Linked DNA regions of Oryctolagus cuniculus: region 1 is linked to region 2. Evidence: chromatin contacts called from public Micro-C data. All regions are on one chromosome and are shown on one strand. The core of a region is the stretch at or near the end of the contact, and the rest is flanking DNA. Distances in the headings are between cores, read along the strand shown. Region 1 holds the start of KLHL28 (kelch like family member 28). Region 2 holds the start of FKBP3 (FKBP prolyl isomerase 3).

Region 1 (4,104 bases), core at 1,172-3,671, 140 kb after region 2:
AGCCATATTTTCATTTTAAATTCTTACACAGTTTCAACTAAAAAAATTGGAGAAGAAACATACCTGCTCTATATCCTTGGAACTGGAGGTCTGGTTTTCTCCCATGACTCCAGGCTGCTCATTTTCCCATGGTAACTTATTTTTTCCTTTTCCTGCACTTAATACCCTTCGGGTACAGATAGTTGGACTGTAAGATCCATAAAGCTGCATGCTATCCCTTGTGTTGTCACCACAGTGACAGTGTGCACTCTGAGTTCTGTTACCAGCCAAAAGCCAGTCTGTATCTGCTCCATGTGCCAAATGGCTTGACCTACCCTGGGCAGAAGATGGCATGAGCATTGCATATTCCACAAATCCCTGTTCTGTTAGCCTGGGTAAGGTTTTTCTAGCCAATCTGGCCTGCACAGCATTCATTACTCCATCACCATTATCTTGCAGTTCAACAGTATCCACAGCTTTAAAAAGGATGCTGGTTTTACCTGAGCCCATTGATGATGCCAGCACAGCAAAGGCTTCTAGAGCTGCCTGGCGTACCCTGCGTTTGCTATCTACAAGAGCTGGGGCTAGATCAAAAGACAGCTTGGGTAGGTCAAAATCCTCACTGGGATAAGTCAGGAGGGAGCAGATGCAAATGTTCACCACCTCCTCTCTTACTCTGGAATGCTTATGTTTGAGATGTTCCAGCAGTAAACAAAGCACCTGCTGAGGACCTACTTCCTTCATTAGCTTGAGGAAGATTTTCATGTATTCTTGCTTGATTACCAACTTATTGTCTGCCAGCACTTTGACAGAAGCTGCTATAACTGGTCCCAAGAATTGTTGTACCTGCTCTCCAAGGCGAGTAACTAGTATATGCAGGACCTGAAGTGTGCCATGGACCACTTTGAAGTTAGAATCGTCTAGCAAGTTATACAATAAGCTAATGAAACTAACAAGATTAGAATGAGGGGTAGAACTAGGGTTAAATTTTCCCAGCACCTGCTTTAATTCTTCAACAGCCTGAGTCCGGTTCTTATAGTCTTCCTGATCCAATAATCTTGAATGCAGCTCCTGAGGAATAATCCCAAATTTAAGATTGCTATTGGAAAGAGCCACCGCACAGGGAAGAGGCTCTTCGGGAAAACCAGACGCTTCAAGTTCCAAATAATAAGGAACCTGAGTTCCAAACTGGGTCTCCTGGCGGCGATTGTAGTGTCTCCTCAGAGCAGAGGGCAGGCGAGAGATATAGGACTGAAACCTCTCTTGGCCAAGTCGCTCCCCAATTTGTTGAAGTGCAGAGAAAGCTGTCTCCGATTCTTCTTCTATCTCCTGATCGCCAAGCTTTCGGGCTAGAGAGATGATTACCTCGGTGAGATCCAGGCCAAGCAACAAATCCTCAGGAGTAAGCAAGATCGGGAGCAATAGTGCCGTGGAAGCTCTAAGCCGAGTATCGGTACTTTCCAGTCCTTGCTGTATAAGCATTCTCAGCACCTGGCCAGAACTACGCTTCAGACATATGTGCAGGATCTGCAGCGCATCTTTCCGTAAGGCTGGATTCTCTTCTCGCAAGGAGACAACTAACTGAGGCAGAAGGGCCAGGCTAAAGGCCTCTTCCAGCTGGCCTGCCTCCCCTTGCCCCCGGAGAACGTCCGAGAGAAGTTGCAAGCAGAGCCGCTTCTCATCACTACCCCCTTCCACGAGCACCCGGCCCAGGGCCCTATACAATGCCTCCTTGCGTCTAGGGAAGCCAAGCCGGCCGCCCCGCCGCGGCAGAGCAGCTTGCAAAGCCTGTAAGGCCTCGGAAGGATCCGGGGCGGTGCGCAAGAGTTGAAGGAGCCGAGTCTCCTCTTCATCTCCCGCTGACAAACCACCTCCAGAGCTGGACCAGCTACTCGAGACCGCTTCCGCGGGCATCAAGAGGGTTGAGGCCAGAGGCAATGGTGTAGGGGGGCAGGAACCGTGGTCCCCAGCAGCTCCACGGCAGTAATAGTTTTTCTCTCCTCTCATGGCGCCCCCTATTCGACTATCATCAGTCTCTGAGGTGGAAGGACGACTGCGGCTCTGGAGGCGACCGGCACACGGGGTTGGAAGGGGCGGCAGCAGGAAGAGCGAGGAGGGCGCAGTCGCCATGGAGGGTCGTCAGGTGGCGCTGGCTGGAGGGAACCATTGCCGTCTCCCAGGGGCTCGATGGAGCCCAGCCTTTCAGTTCTTCTTCAAGCTCTAAGCTGCAGAGGATCAGAAGGAACAGCTTTAGCCAGGTGCCAGGCCGCCTCCGACTCCGGGAGGCAGCCTTTGGCAAAATGGCCCCCGCGTGAGCCCCAGACCCCACAGCCGCCACCGGGCGTAACCAGGGGCCCCACGTGACCAAACCGATCGCTTCCATGGTGATGCACCTAGCGCGGCTCCCCTGACCCCGGAAATCAAGTTACCGTGGTGGATGCTGGGTCTTGTAGTCCACGTCAGGTGTTATAGGCCGAAGGCTCCTGGAAGAGGAAGTCAGAACGCTGCGAACGTAGCTAGAGCGCCGAGGAGGACGGGTGGTGACAGAAGGAAGTGACGCTCTCCAAGCTCCGGGCGGAAGCTCCCCGCCCCACCCGTAAGAGTTGGGTTTGACCAGAGCCAAGAGAGGATCTTACCCGGGCTCCACTTGTCCACGGCTCCTCCTCCTGTCGCTGTCAGCGAGATTCCTGGGACTCAGGTATTTTCCTTTTGCTGTCCTCCCGCGGCGCGGGCTTTGGCAGAGTTTTGCCCGAGTGTCGCTGGTGCCAGAATGAGAGGTACGGGAATGAAGGGGAGCTGGCGGGGAAAGAGAGACGACATCTTCTTGTGCAGGGCTGGTGACCGCTGTAAATGCTTTTACTTCTCCACTACCCTGAGTGAGCGCGATGCTTTCATCCTGCCGCCCGCCTAACGGGACCGGCGGTCCGAACCAAGGCCCAGCTCACAGATCGGGTGCTCTTCTCCATTCCTGGTCCTTGGGGCCCTTACTCTCCCCGCCCTCCTCCCCTTGCCCTCTTTTCGTACTTCTCTTCACCTTCTAACGGAGGAGGGCAATGATTTTCTGTCACTTTCCCCTACGCCCGTCACTAAATTCTCTTTAAATGTACATCATCTGGAGCCGGGTCTGTTAGTCTCTGCAGCTAACCGCTCCCCTGTAGACGTTCCTCCGCGGGACTCAGACCTTCCCTCTACCCCGTCTCTGCCACCCGAGGCTCCCTGCAGGATTCTCACGGTCTCAGCAGCCGGTCGAGTCTCCAGGAGACGGAGGTTGCAAAGACGATTTCGGTTGCGGTGCAAGTTCATGGCATCGCGGTCCTAAGAGACTTCTGCTCCGTGGGTTTAGCAACGGTAGACGTTTGTTAAGGCGAACTGAGAATTTAGGCGGCGTTTTCTCAGTGAAACCTAAGCGGACACAGTTGAGTTGCAATGTCTAGTATGAGGCTGAATGATGTGGAGTATGAAATATAGCTGTCATTGTTGTTTTAATGGAATAATACAATTACTGTTGAATCATCCAATGAGGGAGGTCTTAGTTTTTATTTGAATAACTTCAAATGCAAGTATTCCTTCCCTGCTCCGCATGAGATGTCTTTTAAATACTTCTTTAAGTCTTGGAACGGTTGACTCACATGCCAAACCCCTTTATAAATAAAGTTGCTGGCTAGTGCAAGTTCAAAAATCTGAATTTTTCCTTAGAGCACAATTTGAACATCCTGGGTTTCTTTATTCTTGGGGAATAGAGCATTAATGTAAATGAGGCTGTGTAAATGTATATCCTATGTTTTGGTTTAAATTCTAGACAACTTGTTAGTTATTTTGATGTTTAAATGAATGTGTCCAAATTATTTCAGTAGGCCAAAATAAAGTTTATTTTATTTTTTTCTTCACATTTCATTTTAGCGACAGGATAAGGACAGGAAGTGAAAAAGAAAAGATGATTGTAATAGTTGTCAGTGGAAAAGAGTGTCCTCTTTATATTTCCTGCCTAAGAAGATCAAATGTATACTTTCACTTATGTATGTACAGACTTCAGGAAGGCAATTCGAACTAGAGAATGATGCGTAAGTTAGAATGCACACATTGGAATGCCAGTTTGTGTTGGAACAAATTACCGTTTCCAGTGAT
Region 2 (3,932 bases), core at 826-3,325:
TTACAATACTTGAAGAGAAGCAAATTCTTCAACTGGGAAATCAATCCAGGCAAAAATGTCAGGAAAGATCATGGTTTGTGATCCATGAGATACACACAAGTAATTGCCTCAAAACACCCTGAACAAGCTCCAGGGATTCTCTGAAAACTGGACACAGTAACCCTATTCGTTATTGTTTAACTTGATATGATAGAATGCCGTTTAAGGGAGATTTAAGATACTGTGATTTGGGAACAAGGGTCAGGAAGTCCTGTAGCTCTGTTTCCACTGAATGCCTGCTCTCCCTGGGCACTCAGCCCTTAATTTCCAATCACCCCCGCTCTCAATAACATACCTGTCATTTCGGCCATGTGTGACTGCGGGATGCCCATCACCTGGTAGCAAGCCTCGATCTGCTGTGTCACTAGCGGTTTTGTGGGAGCCATGAAAACCACCTTGCCGGAGGGGAACCAGCGGTAGAAATTGTACATGACCACGGCGGCAATAAAGGTCTTTCCCAGCCCGGTAGGCAGACACACCAGCGTGTTGCAGAACAGAGCAGTCCGGGAAATGTGCAGCTGGTAGTCCCGCACGGGGCAATTGGTAGGGTAAATCCACAGGGCACCCGCCGAGTAGCAAAACCCGCCATTCTCTAGACTCAGCTGTCGCTCAGCCTCGTACGCTGCAACCAGCAACACATCATCGTCGGAATCAGGCTGAGCTTCTGCCGCTGCAGGCAGAGGCGTCTCGGAGCTGCCGGGGCTCTGAGGCCGCTCGGTTCTGGAGCTGCAGCCCGGAGCCCCAGCGGATCGGGAAACGCTCGAGCCCCACGTCTGGAAAAGAGTTCTTTGCCGTCCGCTCATCAGGTCGACCACCACCAGAAGTTTCTCTCTGACAACGGCAGCTGCGACAGTTGAACTGCCACGGTTGCTTCCTCCATGAGACTTTTCGCACGAAACTCTGGAACGGGAGGGCGGGGTTGCAGGCAATTTATTAAGTCGAAAATGCCGCCATGGAGTTCGCGGTGGGAATATGATTGGCAGGCTTCCCGGAAATCCTTGCGGCGCCCCAGAGACGCATGCGCATTGCTAAGGAGTCACTCTAAATTTGTTCCCCGTGACAGTTTCTTTTTATTGCTCTAAATTTGAGTTCCGTTTTCATGATTAGGTGTGTCTGGGCGGCATTGCTAACCGGCGATCACTTATAAAGATGAAATAACTAACGTTGAGGTTCCGAGGACAGCAGAATACCTGTTATTTTGTAAAGTTAACGTCATTGAACTTCGAACACACCTTATTCCTTGTGTTTTTTTTCAGTCAGAAGATGAAGTGAAAACAAATGATACGCTTTGTCATTACTTTATCTAGGCTAAGAAAAGCCAAGTAGTTTTCACCGTGTTGAGTGGCAACCAACAGTTTGAAATTTTTATTGTTTAAAGGGACGTGAGTGTGCGCTGGTTCTGTGATGTTAGAAGAGAAGGCAAGGCGTTCTGATGTCCCATTATTACAGTTCTGTTACAGAGGAGGCTCGGATACGATTGTCGGCGTCTCCGCTCTAAACTGCAAGACTCTGAATAGCGTCTGTAAGTGTGTTCTCTCGTGCATTGAGGCAAAATGGGAACACATGGAGCCCTAATAATCCGCAGCAGCAGCAGCAGCAGCAGCAGCGTTAGCGCACCTCAGACTTGCTCTTAGTTCCTCGTGTTTGAGGAGGGGCCGTTTGTTTCATTTGCGGGAGCTTCAAAAGCCAAATAGTTGGATATGGGTTGTTTTGACGGACAAGGACTTAACCAATCTAGGCATGAATTTCTAGGCTAGAAGTAAAGATCAGGAATCTTGCTGCTTTATTTCGTTAAACAGGTTATAAACCTTTAAAGGCGCAGCAGGCCCTAGGGAATAAAGAGGCGTGGGTAATTACTGGTACATTTCACTACCCTCAGAGGTAGCCTCACAAGGGATCTAAGAGCGGACGTCGACTTGAGGTTTCAGGGTAGCAAGCCACCCCCGAAGGTTTTCTGCACGGACTCAACAAAGCAGCGCTCAGCGCACCCTGGACGTCGCTCAAGGGCCAGCGCCAATCCCATCTGGGAGCGCAGCGGCCCCGCCCCTCGAGCGCGTGAGGCGTCCTCGCCACGCCCACAAAGGGGCGGGGCGATGCCAAACCGAGGCGGGCTGGCTCAGTGAAGCTGAGGCAGCGGGGGAAGATGGCGGCGGCCGTTCCGCAGCGGGCGTGGACCGTGGAGCAGCTGCGCAGCGAGCAGCTGCCCAAGAAGGACATTATCAAGTTTCTGCAGGATCACGGTTCAGATTCGGTACCAGAGGCGGCGGGGCGGCCGGGCTAGTGCGGCTGCGGGAGGCTTCACCCCCCCGGAGATGCCCATACATTCCGTATTCCTCAGTGCCCCCGCCCTCGCCCTCCAGTGGCCGGTGGTCTGGAAGGCCGCGGCGGCCTCGTGGGCCCCGGCCCCGCGCTCACGCCCCTCCGGCCGGGCCTTGTCGGGAGGGCCGCAGATTGATTTCCCGGGGCCTGGAGGCTGCAGTCGTAGAATTTGAGCCCCACTGCGGGGATCTCTTAGTGGGGGCGGAGGTCAGGCAGAAAGAAACCCCGAGCTACGCGGGGTTGAGGCGGGGTGGGGGGCAGGAATCTGGGTTTGAATGAAACCCCGGTCTACCGGGGAGACGGGAAAGGATACGAAGATCTGCCTGGGAACAGTGTTGACAACTTACATGTTGCACCAGTTTACTGAGTACTGGCGATGAATGCGTGTGGTTTTCAAAAACCAGTAGATTGTAGTTTTTTTTGCTTTGTTTTTACTTTTTGTTTTTAAATGTTAACGCTTAAAATGACCTTTTCACCCTTTTTTACTTAGGGGACTTATTTGCACATTTCTTTTGTACGGTGGTCCTTCATTGTTAAAAACGAACAGATCAAGAAATTTATTTGTCATTCTTCATAGCGTTTGCCCTGCATTTTTCAGCATAGTCTCCATCTTGAGTACCTATCTGTAGTCACAAGTTATTTTTGTCAGACCTGGCTTGTTTGTCCTTCAGGAATAAAGATCATTCACGCCTCTCTTAAATTGCTGCCCTACTGTACACTTTGGTGTGTGCTTAGCTTCCTCCACTTGTCAGAAATGGAAGCAGCAGCCTGCAGTCTTTACAGTTTTTTTTTTTTAATTCTAAACTTGCATTTTAAAATTGTTTCTGGATTCTTCTGCGGGGATTCTTTCAATTCTTTACACATGAATAACTGCCCAGGTCTCAGCACCTTAGATTTATGCAGTAAATATACAACATACTTAGAAGAACACTTATTCTCAGTGTTTGGGTATGTAGGGTGAAAAAGAAAGATGGGATTATTTTATCTTAAGCCAATTCGTATTTCTGTTGAAACAAAAGGATAGACATTATCATTAACATTGAATGGCTCAGTACCGCTTTCATCAAATGCTTATAAAGACAAATCATCCCAAGTGGAATGTCCCAGCATGGGACAATTTCAAGAGGCTTGGATTATAAAAAAAAAATTAAGTTTTTAACAGTAATCATTTAAACGCATATTTCCCAGTGATCATTCACATACATAAACATTTCCTAACCATTTTATTGTTCATAATATAGCAGAGATGTTGGTATTTCAGATATTCTTCTGGAAACCTAGAGAAATCACCAGACTGCTAGATAAATTTTATTTAATCAACTATTACCTCCTTTCTCCAATCAGCCTTTATCATATAGAACATTTCTCTAAGAGGGGGACACAGAAAACAAAGGGAAAAAATACAGTCATGCTAGTTTAGAGAACTGTTTTATCAAAAAGTTTAGAAGATCCCAAGGACAGCTCTGAGAAAGTAACCAAATAAGGAATCAAGCAAAGCCTACAAGGAAGAAAAGGGAGCAGAATAAAATAAGAAACAGAAAAGTTACCAAAATCCTTATGTTCCATGATTTTGA

Evidence for each region. Hi-C and Micro-C count contacts between places; a contact is called where the count stands out from the background.
Region 1: a contact with region 2 is called in a Micro-C map of ear pinna, with 7 times the contacts expected there. The contact joins the promoter of KLHL28 here to the promoter of FKBP3 in region 2. A contact is called at or near these places in 3 of 6 Hi-C or Micro-C datasets (ear pinna, psoas muscle and an unstated tissue).

Annotation. Positions count from the first base shown.
Region 1 is chr12:30,934,580-30,938,683 of mOryCun1.1, forward strand. KLHL28 (kelch like family member 28) reads left to right here and starts at 2,422. Exons shown (of 5, transcript XM_008269539.4): 1 at 2,422-2,677. TOGARAM1 (TOG array regulator of axonemal microtubules 1) reads right to left here and starts at 2,513. Exons shown (of 21, transcript XM_070053706.1): 1 at 2,409-2,513; 2 at 64-2,204. The coding sequence starts at 2,109.
Region 2 is chr12:30,798,312-30,802,243 of mOryCun1.1, forward strand. FKBP3 (FKBP prolyl isomerase 3) reads left to right here and starts at 2,076. Exons shown (of 7, transcript XM_002718166.5): 1 at 2,076-2,290. The coding sequence starts at 2,183. It overlaps FANCM (FA complementation group M), which reads right to left and starts at 1,045. Exons shown (of 24, transcript XM_008269550.4): 1 at 335-1,045. The coding sequence starts at 842.